Linked DNA regions of Gossypium hirsutum: region 1 is linked to region 2. Evidence: chromatin contacts called from public Hi-C data. All regions are on one chromosome and are shown on one strand. Each heading gives the region's core, a stretch centred on a gene start, on an enhancer-like site or on the middle of the called end of the contact. The rest is flanking DNA. Distances are from core to core; before and after follow the strand shown.

Evidence for each region. Hi-C and Micro-C count contacts between places; a contact is called where the count stands out from the background.
Region 1: a Hi-C map of hypocotyl shows a contact between it and region 2, with 1.9 times the contacts expected there. The contact joins the promoter of LOC107891949 here to the promoter of LOC107891946 in region 2. A contact is called at or near these places in 9 of 34 Hi-C or Micro-C datasets (anther, fibers, hypocotyl and 1 more).

The regions. Positions count from the first base shown.
Region 1 is chrD09:27,220,076-27,226,271 of Gossypium_hirsutum_v2.1, forward strand. It overlaps LOC107891949 (chromosome transmission fidelity protein 18 homolog), which reads right to left and starts at 1,602. Exons shown (of 23, transcript XM_016816878.2): 1 at 1,061-1,602; 2 at 895-956; 3 at 277-414; 4 at 1-160. The coding sequence starts at 1,532. LOC107891952 (putative vesicle-associated membrane protein 726) reads left to right here and starts at 2,135. Exons shown (of 5, transcript XM_016816883.2): 1 at 2,135-2,718. The coding sequence starts at 2,529.
Region 2 is chrD09:27,037,324-27,043,948 of Gossypium_hirsutum_v2.1, forward strand. LOC107891946 (F-box protein PP2-B11) reads right to left here and starts at 2,552. Exons shown (of 3, transcript XM_016816874.2): 1 at 2,257-2,552. LOC121221163 (a long non-coding RNA gene) reads left to right here and starts at 2,870. Exons shown (of 2, transcript XR_005918631.1): 1 at 2,870-3,271; 2 at 5,198-6,625.

The DNA of each region.
Region 1 (6,196 bases), core at 352-2,851, 180 kb after region 2:
TCCATCTATGTCCTCTATTCTTTCTTGAAAAATCCGAATCAAAAGATTTTTTATGTTGAGTAGAAGAAAGTCGTCTGAGAGCTGACAAAACTTCATCTGAGGTACTCCTAATTTCGGATCCAAAAACACAGGAATCCCATTGTTTTAACCACAATAGGACCTGCAGTAAGATCACCATCAGAACTTGATAACTAAAGATATATATATACATACATACATAAAACTTAAAACAATTATCGTCTCCATGAACTACGTATGTAAATAACTAGTATGTACCTCACGATTTGTTTGTTCATCACTAAGGAGCTCAGTGAATGAACTTGGAGCATATTTCTCGACCCAAAGTTGTTCATGGACCATAGTTGTCTCGGGAATAGTTATATCATTCTGATGTTTAGAACTTGCTTCCAAGGCCTTCAACACCCGATAAATGAATTACAAGAACCATTCTTTCCATAGCAAAATTATATGACCACTAGAACTGCTAATTAATAAAGCCAAGGGCAAATTTCAATTTAGTTGAGCACAACATAGATCAAAGAAAAAGATTCAAAACTATTACTATCTAGACACTAGCGTGACATGAAAAGAAATTATGGCTGACTGTTAAATCTTCTATAATTTCCCCTAGTTTTGACTTTCATATTTGATAATATTGTACAAGAATGTAATCTTCACTTTGTTTGCTACAACTCCTCTTTCACATTAGAAAGATTGAAATATAAGGAAACAATTTTGTATAGCAGACTCCAATTCCACAAATACTATAACATGTAGACACAAACAAATGAACATTTTCAAAACCACTTTAACATGTTAGTGAATTTATTCAAGATTTGCAGCATTAAAGAGAAAGGGGGAGAAACCCTTCAATTTTTGTAAATGGCAATGTACCTTGGCAAAAGCTTGTTGTTCCACTCTTTGCAATAGAACATTGACTGGTTCAGGAAGAAGGCCTGCAAAGAAATTAAACATTAATTCAAATAAACATAAAAATCATATATTATAGTTGAGAATTTTCATTTTTTTTTCTAATTATCCTAAATTTTGCATAAGCTACCTTTAGATCGTTCTTTGCAATTCAATTTCTCCAATCCTTCATCCCTCTGCGCACCGCTAATCTTCGCATAAACTCTTTCGCCACCACTTGGCGCGGTGACAGGAATGCAATCGCCATTAATTGCCGACATAAACCTTGACAAATAAACTTCCTCATCCTTTTCAACTGCAACCTCAACGTTAGTTTCCTCTGGCGGAGCGTACCGTAGCCAATCTTCCTCCTCCTCCTCCTCCTCCTCCTCAATATCAATTCTTTTGGTTCTCTTGTTCTCCTCGGGTTGAGATTCGATTGCGTCGGAGTTTCGAGGGCGTTTTGAGCCGTCGATTTCAAGGTTTTTCAAGGGCGGTGATTGTGGAGGAGAGGGATCGGACGGGGGAGAATCTATGTAGGGTTCTTCATAAAAATGGGAGTTGGCTTCCAGTAACTCGAGCTCTTCAGGGAGCGGAATGTCCATGTCCATGTCCATGTCCATAGGAAGGAGCAAAGTGAAAGTGCCGGTGACTGTGAGAGGGAAAAAAAGAAGGGAATGATTTGGGAGCTTTTTTTTCTTCTGTATTTTTGGCGGGAAATTGAAGGAAAAAAAAAGCGGCAAGATTTGTTACGTAATTCCGAATATGCCCTTTATGCCCGTCCCTATTTTCATAGTTCGTACCCTTGGGAGGCCGGCCTTGGGACAGTAAAATGTAGCCCATTCCCATAAGGCAGAGGACCTGACAATTTTGAAAATCATAATAAAATATTTTAAAAAAGTATTTTTCATATTCTAATTTTACGTTTTAATATTAATTCAGGTGGCACTTTTCTTACTACGATATTTAGTTTGAGCGCCCAACTTATTATACATTAATTAAGAGTTGTAAATAAAATATATTTATCAATTAATTTAAATAAAAATAATTTTTTATTCAAAACTTGAATATTTTTTTAAATATTATTTAATAAAATTTTAAAGTATTTTTCATAAATATTTCAAAAATTATTTAAATAATAATTATTTTTTAATTTAAATAAATAAATAAGATTGAAACCCCAGCGTAGCGGGGATGAAATGCTAGTGCATCTTGAAAAAAAACCAACAATTCCCTCTATTTCAATATAAGCGCAATAATTCGAAATGCAATTTAATTATATAATATAACAAAGAATAAATTAAAATTATTAATACATCAATATTTATATGTTTTAAATATATAAGTAGAACGTAATGCAAAAAGTAACTATAACAGACACAAATAATTATGAGAAAATTACTTCTCCCTTTTAGTCGCCTAGCTCCTCTCCTTGATCTGAATAAATATTATACATAAATATAATTCCATTTAGCATAAATGTAGCATTTCTTCATTTTCCTATTTTCTTCTCCGATCCCATAATCCCTCAGCTGCTATCTTATTTTTTCCCTTCCATTTTTTTTTTTGTAACAATTGAATTTTTGGTTGAGAAAATTTTAGGGTTAGGGTTTTGAGAGATGGGACAACAGTCGTTGATCTACAGCTTTGTGGCTCGAGGCACGGTGATCCTCGCCGAGTACACCGAGTTCTCCGGTAATTTCAACACCATCGCCGCTCAATGTCTCCAGAAGCTCCCTGCCTCCAGCAACAGGTTTACTTATAATTGCGATGGCCACACCTTCAATTACCTCGTTGACAATGGATTCAGTAAGAATTCTTTTTTCCCCTTTGGCAACGATTTGGGATCTGAATCTTCGTTTATATTGATCGGTTTGCTTTCAAAAATAATAATAAATTGGAATGAACCTATTCTACGGATTGATTTTATTAATGATTTAATGATTTAAATACGTTTGCTGATTCCCGATCCTTTTTGTTGTTTGGCATTTGTTGACCGGCTGACTGTATCGCCACGTGTTTATTCTGGGCTTAGTTTTGATTTAGAGGGTGCTTTTGTTTGGGTTTGTTGATCCTATTCTGAATTTGAGCTTTTGATTCTATTTTTTTATGAGATTTGGTATTGACTGCCTTCATTTTCACGTATTGCGTTTGTGCATTTACCTGTTTGATCTGTCTTTGTTGGAATGCATCAATGAAAAGAAGGAAAGATAGATTAATTGGAATCATTGAATATGTTCATCAATGTTCAATTTAAAGAATTTAATTATAGCTCTTGGGCCATAATGGTTAAATAGACATGATGCTGTATTTTGATATATCTTAATAAAGAATACATACTTTAATTTTTAAATATTAAAAAATCTTTTTATTTTTGTTTATTTAGAAATCTTTATTTTGATATATCTTAATAAAGAATACATACTTTAATTTTTAAATATTAAAAATTTTTGTTTATTTAAATATTAAAGAATACATAGGCATTATTGTTAATGCAGTAAGATGTAAGTTTAAGTACATTAAAATCTATTATCCTCTTATTTACAAATTAGGGAAGAATTATGGATAGTTTTAAGTATTGTCTCAAAAAAATATATATGATTAGGACTTACAATAAAATTGTTAGAAAAAAATCTTAATTCCCATCCAATTCCCATAACAAGTGGTAACAATAAAAAAGATATAATAACTTTTTAGCTTCCAGAGTTTTACGGTTTATTTTACTTTTAAAAGTACATAAAAAAATATTTATTTTGTATTTCCAATAAAAATTTTAAAATTATAATTTAAAAAAAAGAATAAAAACTTTTTAAATTTTAAAGTAAAATTATTTTAAATTTTTAAAAAATTATAAAAAAAAATCATAACAAAACTTTCAAGAATTCAAAGATTACATTATTTACTCCATCAATGGTAAAGGCCTATCTAAAGTTTGATTTATTTATTCAGTCAATATTAAAAAAAATTGAATAAATAGTTTTTAATTTAATTTGAATTAATTATATATTAAAATATTTTTATTTAATTTTATTTATAAATCTATATATAGCATATTAGTATGAAAATTCTTAAATATTGATACAAACTTTGAATCGATTCAAGTAAAAAAAAGATTTATTCAGTCAATATTAAAAAAAATTGAATAAATAGTTTTTAATTTAATTTGAATTAATTATATATTAAAATATTTTTGTTTAATTTTATTTATAAATCTATATATAGCATATTAGTATAAAAAATTCTTAAATATTGATACAAACTTTGAATCGATTCAAGTAAAAAAATACTTATTCAAAACTAATTTAATATAGATGGAATGAATAACTCACACATTGATGAAATCTTATTACCATTCAAGTAGTAAATGGAATGAACCTTGTTTGTTGACTTGATGGCAAGGGTATTCACTGTTCCAAGTGTGGCTTGGGTTTGAGTTGCTTTAATCGCGTTGTTGTTAGGGCTTTGCCTTCCCCTTGTATTTCACCAAAAAAATTTTAATTTTGAAAGTTTTATATTTTTAAAATTTTAAATAAATATTTTTTTTAAAAAGTTATTTTCTTAACTTTTGGATTTTTTTAAAAAAGAATTTGCAATTTTTTAAGATTTTATTGAAAATATGATTTTTTATATATATACATTTTAAAGGGTAAGGATCAAAATAGCATAAAATTGTAAATGTGAAAGGACTAAAAAAATTATATTACCTTTTTTTTAGTTGTCATGTCCATAATGCCAACAAATGGGATCAAAATTTTTAAATAAAAAAAATACAATAACTTCAAAACTTGTTCATAAATCAGGTTATTCGTCTAAATCCGAAGGTCTGACTGAAATTTAGGAAGGTTTGAACAAAAGTATTAGACTTGAAAAATGTGTGTTTAAAATATAGGTTGGCCTCAGATTTAAACATTCAATGTTCGAGTCTAGCCTAACTCATTTTTAAGTCTATATTATTTTATGTTGTTATTTTACATATTATGTAATTTATAACACGTAAAAATTAAATCTATAGTAGTATATAATATTAATACTATGATCTAAACATTAAAAATTGTTAAGGTGACTATATGTAAAATTTTAATAAATAAAAAAATATATAAAATTATTAAATATTAAATTAAAAATAATATAGGTGAGTATAAAATGGGTTCAGGTTAGCTATTTATAGATATGAATAGATTTGGACAAAATTTTAGGCTCATATATCAAGTTGAATCGAATTTAGGTAAATATAAAATATGTTAATATCATCATAAATCAACTCAAACTCAACCGTATATCTAAACACAATTACCTTTGCAATATTTGCAATATTTAAATTGAAAATGCACTTACCTAGTAGTTTGAAAAATAAATACTTGTCCGCTTTGATAAGAATATATTAATATCCCAAGCTTTATTTACTTGATGAATTATAAATGAAAATATAAATTTACCTATTATTCATTCAATTTTTTATTCATAATTTTTAATTACGGGTCATCTAACTATTTTTGAAATTATTCTTTGTTAAATTAAATGATAATTAAATATTATTCTAATAATATATATTACAAAGTTTAAGACCCTCAACTGATGCAAAGACTTTTTTTTATTTTACACATCGTATATTTATTTTGTTGACATGTGACATTCTTATATAACATATTTTTAATCTCACATCGATTAGAGAATATTTTCATAACTTACATTTGCCTTATAAGTATATGTAAATTTCATCAATATTTTCATAAGCTCTCTATAGTTTCTTCCTTTGAAGAAATTTATAAGAAATAATTCATAGTTTAAAAATATTTATATTATTTATAATTTATAACTATATATATTTGAAAGAGGGAAATAATAATAATTCTATTGATTCGGAAATAACCTAAAACTATCATTTATGTTTTATTTTATTTTTCAATCTAAAAACTTTTTTATAAACATGCTCAATAGAACTTTTACATACTTTTAGCTATAATTTAAGAAATTAAAAAGTCTCTCATTTACTTTATAAATAAGTGACAATTTTTTTATGTTTCATCAAAAAGTTAATTTTAATCTCATATTGATAAGAGAATACTCTCATGTACACTTATTCATTATTTTTATTAAAAAGTTAATTTTAATCATATATTAACTAGAGAATACTTCTATGCCTTACTTCTTCACTAATTTCATTAAAAATTAATTTAGTTCTTTTAAAAAGTTAATTTTAATCACATATTGAGTAGAGAACAATCTCATGCTCATGCTTATCCTATAAAAAAGTGTCAATTTCTTTATTTTCATTAAAAAGTTAATT
Region 2 (6,625 bases), core at 1,302-3,801:
ACACTTCCAATGAATTCTCAGTAACTTATGATTCATGTAGCAGTTGTAATATATGCAACACTTCAGGCTCATATATTCCGGGTGAAGTGAGGCGGAGTCTGTCAATTCTTAAGGGTTACTACATGAACCAACTAGGCTATCAACACTACATAGATATTATTCCTTTCGCATATGAGTCTCTTGCTACCGTAGGCATCAATGTATCTAAGTAAACTCAATGTCTAATATATTCTATCTCTCTAGTCTTAGCAGGTTTGCCCTTTTTCACAGTTCTTTTTCCTGATTGATTCCAAAATTCCAATCATCCAATCATTTATATGGACTGCCTAACATGTTTGCTACAATTTGCACCACCATAAATTTGAACTCCAAGCTATTGGCTCTTCAATTTTCCAGGAAAATTCCAAACATAAAGCAGACTAGGCTAATGGGGTTCCCACAAAGAATAACACTAAAGCTAAATTTTCCATAAAAATAAACACCCAATAGATTAGATTAATTATGAATCATACACTGGGCTACCCTAATTTCATCAAAAGAAAACTACCCAAATCTTGAAAAACCCATATTATAACATTTAAAAAGAAAAAGAAAATTAAAAACAAAAAATGAAGATAAAAAGTTTTACCATGGTACCGTTGTCAATAATAATGGGGTTCTTGCAAAGATGGAAATAAAGCTGTGCTTTGGACATGGAAGAAGTCAACAACTTGGAGGATGATGATGATGAAGCATTGGAAATGATATCATAACAATCAGAGGGAAGAAATTTTCCCCAAATGGTATCAGAATCAGCTGCCGATCTGAAGACCGGAGAGACAAGCTTTGATCGGCAAACATCGGTTGGGGATGTCAAGGAAAGGATGTAAGAAATACACTCTTCTGGTAATATGTTGGTAATATCTGTTCTCATTGTTTGTTTTTATGGCTTTTCTACTTCTCATTTCATTTCCCAGTTTGGTCGCAGTTGTTGAGTTCTTAGTTTTTTACCTTCGATATTTTCGGGGGGCTTAATATAGAAATTACCCTTTACTGTCACCTTCCAATCTTTATATCTAATTTTCCTTTAAAGAAATGGTATCCAAATTGGGAATTTCTACAATCAGCTTCACTAACAAAAACTTATGAAATTCCTTTATCGTTTTCCTAATAATTTTAACATTTTATCAATAATTTAAGGATTTGTTAATATCCAACTATAATCAATAATCACATCATCCAATCACGTAATAACATGTGACAAAAAACTATATAAGTAATGCTATGTTATTATTTACTAAAACACATACGAAAATAAAAATAAGTTGTTTTTATTTAATGGATTACCGTTTTGTATGATATTAATGTTTTAAAATTACAATTAGTCAATTGTAGAGATGGTTGAGGACGACGGAGGTGAAAACATGATTGGAGATCGAAACACTAAAAAGGTCCGCTTTAAGGGTTTGGATTTTGATTCGGAAAATGATATGGTTGTAGACTCAATCCTAATGCCAGAAATCTCATGGAGGGATAAAGTCTTGGGCCAAGGGCCTCCTAACTCTGGTAGGGATGAGGACTTTGAGCTTTTAGATGGAGACGTGGTGAGAACTATGGTTAATGGTATACGTGCTATTAGTTTCTCCGAGAGGGTTCAACAAATTCTTATTAGAGATCTGGTGACTACGGTGGTGGTAAAGCTACTTGGTCGAAATTTATCATATATTATACTGCAGAATAGGATTCATAGCCTTAGGAAGCCTTCCCAACAGTTTCACCTAATGGGTGTGGAAAATAGATATTTTCTGGTTAAGTTTCAGAGTTGAGACGATTATGAGAAAGTGCTTACCCAGGGGCCATAGATTGTGCTCGGTTAGTATCTCACGGTTTAACCATGGACACCAGAGTTTAACCCTCTTCAAGCTTTCCCTAGAAATACTATGGTTTGGGTCAAATTGCTTGGTCTTTTGGGCTTCCTCTATAAGCGCCAAATCTTGGAGAAAATAGAGCGTCTGATAGGTACGGTTACCAAGCTTGACTTTCAGACGGACAAGGGGTCGAGAGGGAAATTTGCCAGGATGGTTGTGTGTATCAATTAGAGGAAACCTCTAGTCTCTCAGATCCTGGTTAACGGGGCAGTGCAGAGGGTGGAGTTTGAATTGCTTCCATTCATTTGTTTCTCTTGTAAAAGGTTTAGCCATTCAAAAGAAATGTGCTTGGGTGTGGGGACTTCAAAGGATGTTGTTATGGGTAAAAGTTAAGCGATGGAAGACTTACTGGAGGTAGACAAGGTGGTGGAGCCGTTGGATTTGTTTGGGCCTTGGATGATTGTTGAGAGGAAGTCACGGTGAAGCTCTAAGGCTCAGCAAGGTTTAGAGACGAAACTGACCGTGAATAACTCCTCAAATTTGCCTGGAATGAGAATTGCCGAGATGGTGCGATGGAGGCGATTTTTTTGGGGATAAGGTTTCAAAAGGGGGATTTTCTAACAATCAAGAATCAAGGGAGTCTATCTTGGGTAAAGAAAAATAATGGGTTAGTGTAAAAAAAAAAACAATTAGTTTCAATGTTTTGGGACGAAATACTGTGGTTGGGTTGGATTCTTTAAATGAAACGAGGGCTTGGTGTATAGTGAGCCTGCTTTAACTAAATTGGGCAAATAAAATGGGATGATGGTGGACCCACCAGGTTTTGGGAATACGGCATTTGGGAATGCTGAAAGTGCCAAGTCTATTGGGCCTGTTTTATCAACTCAAGGAAATAGGGCCTTAGAGGTTCCAATTAATTTGGGTAATTCCACGATAGTGTAGGAGGAAATTTAAAGTTTAATCCCCTTTTAAGAGAGTTAATTACGAAGGAACGCCAATCCCTTTGGGAACGATAACTTTAATCCAACTTTTGATAGCCCAGTGGAATCGATAGTAGAACTTAATAATGAGCTACTTGATTCTAGAAGACACTCGGCTATTACCTTTGAGGAAAATGTGAAACTCAATAATGTCAATCCTATTGAAGTTGATATTTTGGTTGGGAAAGGTAAAGGGATCCCAGTTTCGAAAGGGAGGGGATCAGGAATTAAGGGGGTATTTTCTGAAGTGGTGGTGCTATTAGTAAGATAATTCGAGAATGAGGGAGGTGATTTAAAAATTCTAGGAGTGTAAGGGTTTCGTTGTCAGATACAATGAATTCCATGGCCAAACTCATCAACTCACAAATTAATAACAAGGCTAAGATGAGGAACTTGAACAACGATGAGAAACTCAATGAAGGCACATGCTAGCCAAGAGATATGGTAAGTTACCCTCTTTTTTCTATTTTATTTTTATGAATTTATCCATTTTTTATGGAATTGTCAAGGGTGTGCGAGTAGCAAGTTTTCGAGGATCTTTTGTGAGTATAATTAGGAATATAAATCAAATATTGTTGGCCTTTTAAAAACTAAAGTTAGCGGTGACAAAGATGATTTGATTGTCGCAAAGTCTTGGCTTTCAGTATTCTCATCGAGTGGAAGCAATTGGCTTTTCTAGGGGTATTTGGGTTGGATGGAAAGATTTGATACAGGTTGATATTATTTGGAGTCATCCCCAATTTGTTTTGATTTGGGTGGCAATAAGAGATTTTAATGCAATTTTAACCTCTAATGAGAAGAGGGATGGATGATTCAATGGAAAAATATGTCCATTTTTTGAAGACTTTATAGACTCTTCTTTGGTACATGATTTGGTTTCAGAGGTGCTCCTTTTACGTGGCAAAGGGGTGGAGTTTCGAAGCGTCTTGACAAAACTATTGGGAATGATGCGTGGTTTGTGTTGTTCCGAAACTATTCTGTGACCTATCTCCCTAGACTCAAGTCTAATCATGAGCTTATTCTTCTATCATTACGAACTATGCTTCATTCGTCTTTGGGTCGTCTATTTCATTTTTTGGCAGGATAGGTTGAGCATGTAGAGTTTTTTTTGACTTCGTTAACAAAAATTGAAATTTTGTTGGTTCTATATCCAATTCGCTTTCTAATTTCACAAGTTAGCTTAAGGATTGGAATAAGAAGATGTATGACCATAATGGGTTACGTAAAAAAAGACTGTTTCAAAAACTCGATACAATTAAGAGAGGTATGGATTATTCATAGTCTGATAATTTATTTTAGTCAGAATTGGACATGTCTTGTATCATAAGGAACTTGTTTGGAAACAAAAGGCAAAGTGTGACTGGCTTTCTTTGGGAGATCGCAATGCAAAATTTTTCCATAGGTGCACCCTGAAAAGGAGAAAGTAGAATTGGACCATGGCTTTAAAAAATGTGAAGGGGGAGTGGACTTTTGATGAGGAGGAACTATGTCAGGAGGTGATTCAATTCTTCAAGAATTTGTATGGTGAGGACCCGGGACGATGAGGGGACTTCCCACTAGTTCATTTCCGAAGCTTGAAGATAGTGAGATCCAGTTTTTGAGCAAACCAGTCCCCAACAAGGAGATAAAGTCTGCCATGTTTAATATGAGTCTTTTGAAGGCGTCGGGAGTGACAAATTTCATGGCTTTTTTTTCAAAGTCAATGGAATCGTCTTGGGGATTTGGTTTGTACCTAGGTCAAGAATATTTTTAACAGAGAAAAAAATGATCCGTAGCTGAACAATACCTTAATAGTTTTCATCCCTAAGGTTTCGAATCCAAATTGTTTCTCTCAATTTTGATTGATTAGTATGCACTCGGTTCTCTACAAGTGGGTAATGAAAATCATTGCTAATTGGTTTAAGCTAGTGTTCCCAAGAATAATTGGCCAAGAGCAGACTGAGTTTATTACGAGAAAAAGCATAATGAATAATATTATTATTGCTTAGGAAGTGTTTCATTCCATGAAAATCAAGAAGAAGACTAGGAGCTGGTTGGCCATCAAGATTGATCTTGAGAAGGCTTATAATCGAGTGTGTTAGGAGTTTATTAGTGAATCTCTCCAAGCTATAGGTATTTCGAATTACCTTTGTAATGTAATTATGTTTTCTATCTCTAACTCCACTATGCGGATTTTGTAGAATAGAACACCAACTTAGAAATTTTAGTTGACTAGGGGGTCCGTCAAGAGTGCCTACTATCCCCCTATATCTTTGTTCTATGCATGGAATGGCTTGGCCATAGTGTCCAATCTAATATTAATTCTAGACATTAGAGACCTATTTGTCTACCTTGATCGGGCCCTCCCCTGTCTCACTTTTTTTTTTGTAGATGACCCAATTCTGTTTGGTCAATCTAAAGAGGATCAAGATACAGTCTTGAATGAAATGAAATGTTAGATAGTTTATGTGAGTATTCAAGGTACAAGATTAATGCACATAAAACGAATGTTTGTTTCTCAAAAGGTGTATATGATGCTTTAGGAGGTAACTTGTGTCGTATTCTTGGATTTCGCAGAGTACGTAGTCTTTAGAACTATCTGGGAGTACCCCTATTTCATGGTAGAGTACCCAATAGCTCTTTTCATTTTGTGGTGGGCAAGGTTCAAAGTAAATTGTAGGGTTGGGATGCAAGGTTATTTCTCTTATTGGTAGGGTCACCTTGGCTCAATTGATTCTACTGGCGATTCCTAGTTATTTCATGCAGTCAATGCTGATTTCCAAGGATCTTTGTGAGGAAATCGAACGTATGGTGCATTAGTTTGTTTGAAGATCCTCGAATAGAGGTAAGAAAGTGGCTTTGGTTGGTTGGTAGGATGTGTGTTGGCCTCAAGAACATGGCAGTATCGATTTTTGAAAGTTGCAAGATCATAAAACTTCCTTTATGATGAAGTTGAGATTTAAACTTGTGGCTGATTCTAAAGCTCTCTGGGTATAGGTGCTTCGAGCGAAGTATAGGGTGGCTTTTGGTATTTTAGAAACTTTATCTCGTAGTAGAAACTTTTTCCTGTGGAGAACCCTTACTAAGGTTTGGCGACTTATTCGAGAGATTCTGCTTTGGTTAGTAGGGGATGGTGAAATATCAAGTGTTGGCGTGATCCTTGGATTCCAAATGTATGGCCTCTCGTTAATATGATTCTCAGACATTCTAGTTTGGATTTGCACTATTTTCTTAGTGATATGGTTGCAACAGATGGTACTTGAAACCTTGATTTATTTTAGATATGGTTGCATGAGACAATCATTCGAAAGCTTATTGGGATACCCCCACCACATTCAGCAGCAGGAGTTGATAGGATAATCTAGGGGAAATGATGACAAGTTCCTTTTCTGTTAAAAGTGCCTATGAGAAACTTCGGGAACGTTCATGAAAATCGAAGGAAGATGTTTGGAAGATCCCTTGGAAGTTCAAAGGCCCCTAAAGGGTTAAATTTTTTGTTTGGTCTGTATTCAAGCAGAGATTAATCACCAACATAGAAAGTGTTCGTCGGGGCTTGGATCATAGTTTGACATGTGGAGTTTGTGGTCATATATTTGAAGATGTGTTACATGCCATAAGGGATTGTCCTGCAGCAATAAATATTCAGAACCTTTTAATTCCTACTATCGGATGTCTCAGGTTTTACTCTGGTAATCTATAGGAATGGCTCGTCTCAAATCTACAGAACCAATATGACATTTGCTTTGGAGAGGTAAGTTGGGAATGTCTTTTTGGGATTATCATCTGGCGTATTTGGAAGAATCCCAATCTTTTTATCTT